Regions from separate parts of the Capra hircus genome. Here region 1 is linked to region 2. Evidence: chromatin contacts called from public Hi-C data. All regions are on one chromosome and are shown on one strand. The core of a region is the stretch at or near the end of the contact, and the rest is flanking DNA. Distances in the headings are between cores, read along the strand shown.

Region 1 (5,792 bases), core at 243-2,742, 86 kb before region 2:
GAGAAGGCAGTAATTGAGATTTTCTTTTGTTTGTTACTAGTGGTGGCTGTTGTGAGTTGGCAGTGTAGATCCCAGTTTTAAACTATGGGAATTAGTTCGGCTCCATAAGAGGATGTGAAGACATACAGATTATCTTTTTCTGTTATGGTTGCTTACAGGATTTTTGGTATTTCGGTTTTCCAGCAGGGGTTAGGCCTGGGCATCTTTGGTTTTTTTTTTCCTTTTTTGGGGGGAAAAAATATTGGTCTCTTTCATCGCTGTTGTAGACTTCAAAGAAATTTCTTAACTACTGTGGAAATAGTAAGTTATCTATAAGAAAGTGGTCTCTTTTTTCTAGGTGAGGTGAAGTCGCTCAGTCGTGTCCGAATCTTTGCGACCCTGTGGGCTGGAGTGGGTTGCCATTTTCTTCCTGACCCAGAGATCGAACCCAGGTCTCCCTCATTGCTGGCAGACGCTTTAACCTCTGAGCCAGAGGACCCTTTTATGACCTTTTCTTTCTTCACGAGTAGGTATAGAAGGGGAACCTCTTGAAAGCAACCTGTCCTTGCTTTGTGGTCCGTTTCTCCATTTTCAGGTGGCTTCCCTGGTGGCTCAGACGGTAAAATGTCTGCCCGTAATGCGGGAGACCCGGCTTCGATCCCTGGGTCGGGAAGATCCCCTGGAGAAGGAAATGGCAACCCACTCGAGTCAGTACTCTTGCCTGGAAAATTCCATGGGCAGAGGAGCCTTGTAAGCTACAGTCCACGGGGTCGCAAAGAGTCGGACACGACTGAGCGACTTCACCTCTCCATTTCCAAAGCCACTAGTTTAGTGTCCTCGGTCAGTTGATAATGTAACTCCTCTCCATAAGAGCCTTTGATTACATTAGGCGCACCTGGATAATTCGGGCTGTTCCCGCCCCACCCGGTCGCAAAGCTCATCGCCTCCCTACAATCTCTTCTGTCACAAAGGTGGATCCCATTCCCGGCCCCGGGGATTAGGCCCCGAGCGCCTCCGTGGCCGTCAGTCAGCCTATCGCGAGGCCCCGATTCAGTCGGCGCTACGGAGTGACGTCACTAAGGTGCGCCGAGTATGTAAATGAGCTCGGCGTCGGCTGGCCCTGTTCAGCATGTACTATGAAGCGTTTGTATTATTTTGCAAATATTGCGGTACTGGCAACGGCTTTTCAGGCCTTTATAGTTGGGAGAAGCCGTTATTTCGTAAGTGAGGGTGTAGAGTTGCGGTGAAGAGAGTGACCGTAACTGCGAAGTGTTTGGAACAGGAGGCTGAGTCGGCAGGCAGGGCGAGCAACTCATACTTACCTGGCAGGGGAGATACCATGATCACGAAGGTGGTTTTCCCAGGGCGAGGCTTATCCATTGCACTCCGGATGTGCTGACCCCTGCGATTTCCCCAAATGTGGGAAACTCGACTGCATAATTTGTGGTAGTGGGGGACTGCGTTCGCGCTCTCCCCTGTTTCGTTTTTGTTAAAGAGAAGTTATCAGTTTTTCTGTAAGTTGAATATTTAGTAGCATGGTATAATTTATACCAGATGACGTTAGTTTAGTTCTAAGTCAGTCGTGCCTGGGTTGTTTGTGACCCGATGAATCGCAGCACACTAGGCCTCCTTGTTCATCATCTCCTGGAATTCACTCAGATTCATGTCCATCGACTCCGTGATACTATTCAGCCATTTCATTCTGGGTCGTCTTCTTTTCCTCCTGCTCTCAATCCCTCCCAGCATCAGAGTCTTTTCCAATGAGTCAACGCTTCTCATGAGGTGGTCAAAGTACTGGAGTTTCAGCTTTAGCATCATTCCTTCCAAAGAAATCCTAGCGGTCATCTTCTTGCAGTCCAAGGGACTCTAAAGAGTCTTCTCCAACACCGCAGTTAAAAAGCATCAATTCTTCGGCGCTCAGCCTTCTTCACAGCCCAACTCTCACATCCATACATGACCACAGGAAAAACCATAGCCTCGAGTAGACGGACCTTAGTCGGCAAAGTAATGTCTCTGCTTTTGAATATACTATCTAGGTTGGTCATAACTTTTCCTCCAAAAAGTAAGCGTCTTTTAATTTCATCGCTGCAGTCACCATCTGCAGTGATTTTGGAGCCCAAAAAAACAAAGTCTGACACTGTTTCCACTGTTTCCCCATCTATTTCCCATGAAGTGATGGGACGGATGCTATGATCTTCGTTTTCTGAATGTTGAGCTTTAAGCCAACTTTTTTGCTCTCCTCTTTCCCTTTCATCAAGAGGCTTTTTAGCTCCTCTTCACTTTCTGCTATAAGGGTGGTGTCATCTGCATATCTGAGGTGATTGATATTTCTCCTGGCAATCTTGATTCCAGCTTGTGTTTCTTCCAGTCCAGCGTTTCCCATGATGTACTCTGCATATAAGTTAAATAAGCAGGGTGACAATATACAGCTTTGACGTACTCCTTTTCCTATTTGGAACCAGTCTGTTGTTCCATGTCCAGTTCTAACTGTTGCTTCCTGACCTGCATACAGATTTCTCAAGAGAAAGGAAAGTCTTAAAAAGCAGTGTTGAGGTGTACGGGTGGATAGTGTAGATCTAGGTATATTTTTGGGGAAGGCAGTGGCACTCCACTCCAGCACTCTTGTCTGGAAAATCCTGTGGACGAAGGAGCCTGGTGGGCCGCAGTCCGTGGGGTCGCTGAGAGTTGGACACGACTGAGCGACTTCACTTTCACTTTGCACTTTCATGCAAAATGGCAACCCACTCCAGTGTTCTTGCCTGGAGAATCCCAGGGACGGGGGGCCTCGTGGGCTGCCGTCTATGGGGTCGCACAGAGTCGGACACGACTGAAGCGACTTAGCAGCAGCAGCAGCAGGTATATTTTATGATTTATGGCTTGAACTTTGATTTTGCCTTTATTTTCAGAATATCGCGCTTAGTCGCTCAGCCTGTTTGACTCTTTGTGACCCTGTCAGGCTCTTTTGTCCATGGGATTTTCCAGCTGAGAATACAGGAATGCGTTGCTATTTTTCCCCCAGGGGATCTTGCCCACCCAGGAATCAAACAAGGGTCTCCTGCATTGCAGGTGGATTCTTTACCAGCTGAGCTAAGTGGCTTGATGTATGTGGCATCAAGTAGCAGTGAAGTGAACGTTAATCTTGCTTCTTTTCTGATTTTTACCTCTGGTAGAAAAAGAGGATTAATGTTTATTTCTGACTGCTCTGTTGTTCTCTTAGGTCAGTTTGAAATCTGGATTTTTGAGGCTGTTGAAATCCTCATAAGTAGCCATTTTTCTCTCCAGCACAGTCAAAATTTGGGACTTCTATACTGTTTTAGGGGGCTTTTCTGTTAATCCTTTGTACTTCAGAAAGTTAAATTGAACAGATTGGTTTCTTCTTTATTACCTAAGGAATGCTACATCTGGATTGAATGTGGGTATTTCTAAAGGTCCCCAACCAGTGCCTTTGAGAACCTGTTCTGTTGCTGAAAACTACAGTGTGTCTGCAGGCAACCAACTCCTGTATATGCTGCTGATTCACTGAATTTCATTTTCAGGATATGGTATATTCTGGTTCTGCCTAGTTTCCCAATGTAGCTATTTAGATTTCTAGTGACCTTCACACTCGTGCTTACCTGTCTTGCAGAAGCAGTTCCTGCTGCTTCTCTCCTAGAACAGATCTTGTCCATCTGTATTTAGTCCCTTCCTGACCCTTAGCAATGGGACAGGGTAATTTACAGTGTCTCCAGGGGCCTGATACATAAAAATATGATTTCTCACTTGGCTTCTAAGTTTAAGTACTCACCTGGTAATTAACAATAGTCACTTGAGTTCTGGAGCCTTTGTTTGAAAGGGAACATGAGAGACACAAAGTACATATATTTTGCAGCATGTTTTAAAAATTTGTATCAAAATAACACATATATTTCAAATAGTTCTTTTAGGTTTTTTATTTTTAAATTTATTTTTATTATTTAAAATTTTTATTTATTTGTTTTTGGTTGTGGTGGGTCTTCATTGCTGCACTGGGGCTTTCTCTAGTTGCTGCCAGACGGGCTACTCTTCACTGCAGTGCGAGGGCTTCCCATTGGTGGATTCTTAGCCTCTGTACCACCAGGAAATCCAGTCCTTTTAGGTTTCTAAACTGAGTTCTGCTTCTTCGCGTTCTCCAGGTCCCCTTCAAAGGGAGACACTTTCCACTCTAAAAACAACTAAAATTTTATTCTTGTGACATTTATGAACCTCTTTGTTTCTAAACTAGTGTGCAGGATATTATTCTGTAATGCAGGGGTCTCTCCTTCCCTGGACCTACAGAAGGAGGTGAGCAAGCAAAGCTTCATTTGCCCGCTCCCTATTGCTCTCATTACCGCCTGAACCATCCCCACACAACCCAGCAATCTCCCCAACCCCGGTCTGTGTAAAAATTTTCTTCCATGAAACCAGTCCCTGGTATCAAAAAGGTTGTGGGCCTCTGCTTTAATGCATCCATTCTTTTTTTATTTTCCAACTAGTACCGAGTGGCCAAAATGTGTTCTGATGTTATTATTACTTAATGTAATACATTGTAACTGTGCAGTTGGGAAAACGATTTCTTTTTTTTTTTTTAATTAAACTTTTTATTTTGTATTATAGTATGGCCAGGTAACAATTTTTTTTTAATTTATTTTAATTGGAGGCTAATTACTTTACAGTATAGTAGTGAGTTTTGCCATACATTGACATGAATCAGCCATGGGTGTACACGGTGTGTCCCCCATCCTGAACCTCCCTCCCACCTCCCTCCCCATCCCATCCCTCAGGGTCATCCCAGTGCACCAGCCCTGAGCACCCTGTCTCATGCATCAAACATGGACTGGCGATCTGTTTCACATGTAATATACATGCTTCAATGCTATTTTTGACATTGTCTATGTTTGATAATGGTAAATAAAGATTTAGATCTCTTGCACCACCATTTCTTCTCTATTTTTCCTAATATAGTTTAAAAACCATTTGGTTAAATCAGTATTCAGTTTATATTATTCTTAGGCAAACATTATTCTTCAGCAAGCATTGTCATTGAATATCATTGTTTCCTTTAATTTTATTGTTCTTCTGGTTAGTTTTTTTTTTTTTTTTTTCTTTTCCTTCTTTTTCTTTTCTGTTTCAAGGCATGCAGGATCTTAGTTCTGCCACCTGGGATTGAACCCATGTCCCCTGCCGTGGAAGCACAGAGTCCTAACCACTGGACGGCAGTGGTGGTGGTGGATTAGTTACTATGTCGTGTCCACCTTTTGCGACCTTGTGGACTATAGCTTGCCAGGCTTCTCTGTCCATGGGATTTTCCAGACGAGAATATTGGAGTGGGTTGCCATTATAGCCTCTTGTTTTCCACAAGGCCAATCATATCAAATAATCTTATTAGTTTAAATGTTGTTTTGTTTTGTTTTTCCTGGAGGTCTATCTACTTCTGTTTTTCCTCTACCTAAACCCATTGTTCTTTCAGACTGCTGCATAGGTGAAATAGTTTAAATGGGTATCAAATTCTACTGGTTGGAGTTAAAATTTTCTTCATGATTTCAAAGGCATCACTTTTTGACTTAAAACCTCTGGAAGCTATTGAGAAGAATTTCTGATTCTTTACACTATTTATGTGATATGTGTGACTGATCTTTTCATTCTTAGAAAAAATGAATTATCTCTTTATTTTCATTTTTCTGTAATTTCCTAATTTTGTGCCTTAGTGTATCTTACAGCCATTCATTGTATGGGGCACTTAATGAAAGCCGTTTCGACCTTTAGAAAGCCTTTCTGTGTTGGGAAATTGTCTTGAATTTTTTCTTTGGTGATTTCCT
Region 2 (6,383 bases), core at 1,559-4,058:
ACCCCCAACCCCCTGCATTTATGACTGCGACAACCAGAATGCGTACAGACGAGCCGGACGGCCCCTTGTTGAGAACAGCTGCTCTGAAAGATTACTTACATCAGTGTTTCAGCCTCTCTGCTCTCTAGAGTGAGAGGCAGCATAGTGGTGACTAGCCTCTGATACAGGTCAAAGGGCACTGAAGCCCCGCAGGCATTGGCTAATGGCTCTCACCAGCTGATGCAGCAGAGGTGGCAGTAATAGGATCAGACTCTGATGAAGTCCCTGGGGTGGGCTCAGTCTCCAGCGACCAGCGTCCTACAGGATCACCTGAGTTGTCCTGTCCAAGGTCTCTTGTCCCCCGTGGACCTGGCTGCTGCTGCCCTGCTTGGCAGTCACCCCCGTCTGAGAAGGCCTCTGCAGATCCGCACAGCTCTGCATCTCGTGCAAACGTGCTTCTTGTTTTCCTGCCCGAGCCCCCGATTTGTCACGTCCTCTCTTCTTCCGTCCACCTTGTGTCCCTCCCCAGACCAGCCTCCCAACTGGCCTCTCATTCTCCAGACACCCCGGCCCACCACTCCCCACACAGCTGGTGCCCTGGTCTTTCTAACATGCAAACCTGATCAAGTCACTCCCTCCCTTAAATCCCTCAGTGATTCTCTGCCACCTGTACTAAGTCCCCGAAGTGCTTTAGGCCCTGGGGGTAGGAGCGGGGAGGACACAACATTGCAGGGGCAGGGCGTGGGGTGGGGAGGGAGCTGTACAGAACCTGTGTAAACACTGTTCCCTGATCACGTGTCTGCAGAGTGGCTGTTCACCCCCTCCTGCTCACACCCCTCCTGCTCACTCCCTCTCCTGCCCCGGCAGCCTGGTGTGGAACGGGAGCAGGGTCACGGTGAAGGAGCTGCACCTCTCCACCCACCCGCACTGCAGCAGGCTGCGCCTGGCCGACTTGTTAATCGCCGAGCAAGAGCACAGCAGGCAAGAAAAACCCAAGAGCGTCTCAGACCCAGGTTCAGGGCTATGCAGGGCTGTACCTGAGGGTGGAGACCAGCCTCTTTAGTCTTAGCATTTCCTCCTGGTGGGTTGATTTGACTTCCCAGGGCTGCCAAGAAGGAGAAAGAAGCATTCTTGAAAAGCCTGGGTGCTGGGGATGGTGGTAGTGAGAGGCTCAATTCTGTCTGCTAATAGACTCCCTGCATGTCTCTGAGGTCCGGCCTCAGGCCTGGCTGGCTCATCTGCAGCCCTCAAGGCCCACCGTCAGGACCGCGTGTGCTGTCTCTCCTTGGAAGACATGCCCACACGTCTCAGTACCCTAGGTTCCCTGTGGCTCAGGGTCAGTCCTGCGGGTCCTTCATGTCTTGCTGGGGCAGGAGCTTCATCCTCGGCTGCATACCAGTGTGCTGAGGCCTTGGAATAGTCCTGGCTCATCAATTTCACTCAGCTCCTATAAAGCCAAGCGCTTCGTTTTGGGGAAGTCAGCCTGAAGGGACTCAAGGAGGCTGGACAGGCTCGTGACGTGGATTCTGATGTGAGGCTGGGTGGGACGTGTGACCTTGGGCCTGACCTCTCCCTGGCCTTTGCTTCTTGATCTCTATGAGTGTAACTGTAATGGCACCTTTCCTATAGCTAGTTGTTAGGATCAAGGTGATGTATGTCGAGTCCCTTTCTCAGTAGCTGTTAGTGACATTGTCATCGATGACCCTAAGCCTTCAGGTTCTGATCAGTGAAAAGCCGAGAATTCCATCAACAGAGAACTCAACCCCTACCCCATCCCACTTTCTTAGCAAAACATTGTGTGTAAATAGAATTTGTGTGGAATGTGTTCAGGGAGCCCAGAAGAAAGGAAAGCACCCATCGTTTCATCCTGTCCTCTTTGCCTCTGCAGCAAGTTGCGGCACCCCCACCTGCTGCAGCTGATGGCTGTGTGCCTGTCCCCGGACCTGGAGAAGACCCGCCTCGTGTACGAGCGCGTCACGGTGGGCACGCTGTTCAGTGTCCTCCACGAACGGGTGAATGCCTGTTTCCCCGCATTTTCCCCTTGCTGCCTTTCCCCGCCACTCCAGCTCTCCTTTCCCTTTCTCTCTCTTCTTTTACCCCAGGAGCAGAGTTCCCATTTGTGCACGCATAGAAGAGAAATCTCCTAATTCTTTACTCTGAGGGGGGCTGTGTAATGCACCGTTTAAAGCTAATCAGCACATTGGAACTAGTGTGATTTTATTATTGTTAGTCTGGCTTTTTTAATCACACATCTGAGAGCTCAGTAGACCCAGAAAACACACAGCCACACTTGTAGCTCACAGTAACCAAACAGTCTCTGGCCTTGTTTCCTGGCATTTTCCCTTGTGCCCTAACGCAGGGGCCCTCAGCCTCCTAGAGCCTGATGGTCTAAGATGGCGCTGATGTAATAATAATAGAGATAAAGGGCGCAATAAATGTGACGTGCTTGAAGCATCTGGATACTTTACCTCCCCCGCCCCCATTTTGTGGAAAAATTGTCTTCCACAAAACTGGTCCCTGGTGCCAGAAAGGTTGGGGACCGCTGCCCTCTGGGACCTTTATATGCAAGGCCTTGTCTGTCTCTTCCTACTTTTCAGCTTTCCTGGTGGAGGGTATGGGACACACAGACTCCGTGGGAGCTTGCTTTGGCCTGAAATGTGACTTCCAAAAGGTCCTGATAGATTGGTTTTTCTTTCTCCATGGCTTTGTTTTGAAGACCCTAGGCTGGAGTGAGAAAAGAGCCTGCAGGAAGGGCCCTTCCCTGAAACGGCTCACCCCTCCTCCTGCCTGGGTTTCGGGTTTCACCTCTCAGTGTTAGAGTTCCCTTTCCTCTCCTCGGGGGAGGGCGTTGACTTACAATGCCACTTCTGGGGAGAGAAGAGAGCTCCTGTGACTGGGTGTCTTAGTATGAGGGGATTTCTGTCCTCCTGGAGTAAACTTTCTAGGTCCTCTGGCCACAGCAGGGGCTGGATTGTCCTTTGTGTGTCAAGTTCTCCCGCAGCACAGGCTTGGCATTGCCAGTGGCGGTGGGGCCCACACTGGAGGTGCAGACCAGGTTTGAGGACTTTTCTCCTCATTTTTTTGGTAATATCAAGCAGCTTGGCTAAGGGAGAGGAACCCAGGTTTGGAGTCAGGGGCCCTGAGTCAGTGGGACCTCAGGCTGGTCACTTAACCTCATTGAATCTTAGGTTCCCCACCATGACAGCAGGTGGCTGTCATGACACCTGGTGGCTGTCATGAAGGTCAATACAAAAGACTGGAAACTGTGAAGCCCTTTGCAGCATCCTTTGTTCTTGCTTGCAGCGGGCCCAGTTCCCCGTGTTGCACATGGAGGTGATCGTGCACCTGCTGCTCCAGATCTCCGACGCCCTGAGATACCTGCATTCCCGGGGCTTTATCCACCGCTCCCTCAGCTCCTACGCCATCCACATTGTCTCCACAGGGGAAGCGAGGCTGGCCAACCTGGAGTACATGATGGAAAGGTGGGCTCACCTCGATCATGACTTCCAAACAGGGTCTCCCCAGGGTGGGTGCTTTGCTGTAGAGAGAGAATCTGACCTGGGCAGGATCCCTCATTGGTGGGCTGAACTGCCTAATCAATGGAGGAAGAGGTTTCCCAGTGTCTTCCCCTGTCAGCCCAGGTTAGAGGGGCTTTGGGGAAGTTACTTCTGTTCATTATAATGAATATTTGACAGGCATGAGCACATGTTAGCCAGACTGTAAGTTTTCAGAATTTTCTGTGGCTTCACACAGCCCAAGTATTTCTCACTCACCTTGCCATGCAGCGTGTGTGTGTTGGGAAGGGATGGCATTCACCGTGCTCTGCATTCCTCCCTTCCAGGGCTCCACTGGCCCCCAGGCCTCAGCCTCCCACTGTGTCCTCCGCATCGCTGCTCATTGAGAAAGAGCAAGCCTGGAGGGACGCGTGGAGGGGTTTAGGGACTACCGGAAGTAGGTGTATCATTACTTCCCACTTTACAAGGCCCAGCACCCAGTCACCTCTTCCCTGCAGGCAGGCTGGGAAATGCACCACAGCTGTGCATCCTGGAAGATGTGAGAAGGCGGTGGGTGCTGGTGAGCCTTACGATCCTGACCTGAGTAGGTGGGGCTCAGTGCAGGGAGGGAAGTAGTGATGAAAACATCATCTTTACTCGAGGTTTCGGGCATGGGCTTCATTTCGCATTTGGCAGAAGTCAGAGTCCTCCTGAGAGTGGAGGGCTGGCCCCCATCTCCTGCCCCTCAGTTCTGGGGGGCAGAGGATCTACCCTGCGCTTCCTTACCGTCCTCCGCAGCTCTGAGGCCCGGGCCCAGGGCTGCTCGGGTGCAGCCTGAGCCGCGGGCAGACCCCTGGCTGAGACCTGCTCACCTCCGCTGAGCCTGGTCCTCACCCACCACCATCACTGAGGTTTTATTTCTGAGTCTCTGGCAGGTCTTGCGTGCATACCTGCTAAGTCACTTCAGTCATGGCTGACTCTTTGCAATCCCATGGACTGTTGCCTGCCAGGCTCCTCTGTCTATGGGATTTTCCAGGCAAGAATGCTGGAGTGGGTTGCCATGCCCTCCTCCAGGGGATCTTCCCGATCCAGGGATCAAACCCTTATCCCTCATGTCTCCTGCATTGGCAGGCGAGTTCTTTACCACTAGTGCCACCTGGGAAGCCCCTGGCAGGTCTTGCATCTCATAATTTACTTCTTAGAAAAGCTCTATGAGGACAGGGATTTCTGTTTTATCTGCTGCCATATCTCAGATACCTAGAGGCTAGAGCAGGCCTCCACACAGCGGGAGCTCTGCATGCTCTTAATTTTTTTAATTAAAAATTTTTTTAAAAATTTATTTTAAAACAATGTATTTATTTATTTGGCTGTGCCAGGTCTCAGTTGCAGCACACAGGATCTTTAGTCGTGACACGTGGGATCTTTAGCTGCGGCGTGTGGGATCTAGTTCTCTGAGCAGGGATAGAGCCCAGGCTCCCTGCATTAGGAGTGTGGAGTCTTAGCCAGTGGACCACCAGGGAAATTCCTTTTTATTTTAAAAATTCTATTTTATTTATTTACAGATAATTTTGTTTATTTATGTATTTATGGCCATTCCATGCTGTTTGTGGCATCATAGTTCCCTGACCAGGGATTGAAGCCACACCCCCTGCATTGGCAGCGTGGAGTCTTAACCACTGGACCATCAGGGAAGTTCCTCAACATGTTTTTTAAATTGAATGAAGTGGAAAGACTATCAGTTCCCTGGGCCTCGTGTGTCCCTTGTCTCTGTCTGGAGAGGAGAGCATGGGTCAGATTGGGCTTCCCTTTGTGGGCCTTGGCAAAGGGTTTGAATTTAATCCTTGAAACACTGGTTTACTGTGAAGGATTTTTTTTTTTTTTGAGAAGAATGATGTTCTGGCTGATTCACAGGTTAAGAAGATCCTCCTCACTCTTGCATGGCGACGGGGCAGTGATGGGACGAGAGAGAAACAGGGGAGCAGTTAGCTGTGACTGGAGCCGTTTTCCATTGGAAACCAGTGGAGGCCAGAGCTCTCGCCAGTTGAGCTGCTCAGTCTCAGATCTGGTCCATTCTCAACCCCAGTGTCTCCCTCTGCCTACAAGATTAAGTCCCCGCACTTTGTAGAGTGGGAAGCCTTCCGTGGTGGGGGCTTCACCCGCAGCGTCACCCGCATCACTTACGACTCTGCCTGGCCATCTGAAGACACTTGGCAGGCCATGCCATTTCTCAGGGCAGCTCCTCACGCCTGGAGTACCTGGCACTCCTGTTTATCCTTTTAAACTTATTTCTGACACCATCTTCCACCACACCCCCCCCCCCCCCCCCATGAAGCCTATAGTAAAGCCCTTTCCCCGAATCACCAAGCATGCTTCATTGCCCAGTAGTCAAGTGTCGGCCCCTCCGAATGGTGAGCAGGACCCATACTATGGCTTGTTCATTTTTACCACCCAGCTCAGGGCCTGCCACATAGTAAGTGCTCAGGAAGCATTTGAAGTGAATCCTTGAAGTGATGCAGAACAAGGTTCACCACTTTGGCTATGTGTTCAAGAGCTGAAGGGTTTGGGCATTTTTACCGTTGACTTTTTTCAATAAGGTTTTAGAACCCAAGCTATTTGCCAGTGATGCAGCGCCACCTGTGGTTCGCATGGAGGTATAACAGTTTATTTGATCCGCTCTCCAATAGAAATATGAATCCTAGAGTGAAATGGGGATTTGGAGATGGCCAGCCTCAACCCTGGGCTTCCCTGGTGGCTCAGACAGGAAAGAATCTGCCTGCAGTGCAGGAGACCCGGGTTCTGTCCCTGGGTCAGGAAGATCCCCTGGAGAAGGGAATGGCAATCCACTCCAGTATTCTTGCCTGGAAAATTCCATGAACAAAGGAGCCTGGGGGACTTCAGTCCATAGGATCA

What was found. Hi-C and Micro-C count contacts between places; a contact is called where the count stands out from the background.
Region 1: a Hi-C map of blood shows a contact between it and region 2, with 1.9 times the contacts expected there. The contact joins two enhancer-like sites. A contact is called at or near these places in 2 of 5 Hi-C or Micro-C datasets (both in blood).

The regions. Positions count from the first base shown.
Region 1 is chr19:9,275,066-9,280,857 of ARS1.2, reverse strand. No RefSeq gene overlaps it. Among named protein-coding and RNA genes, the nearest start is that of RAD51C, 15 kb to the left of the region's middle. Within about 2 kb of position 1,492, at least 5 of the 5 cell types and tissues checked have an H3K27ac peak or open chromatin away from gene starts, as enhancers often do.
Region 2 is chr19:9,190,201-9,196,583 of ARS1.2, reverse strand. TEX14 (inactive serine/threonine-protein kinase TEX14) reads left to right here. Exons shown (of 32, transcript XM_018064130.1): 7 at 847-960; 8 at 1,868-1,991; 9 at 3,283-3,461. Among named protein-coding and RNA genes, the nearest start is that of TEX14, 58 kb to the left of the region's middle. Within about 2 kb of position 2,808, at least 3 of the 5 cell types and tissues checked have an H3K27ac peak or open chromatin away from gene starts, as enhancers often do.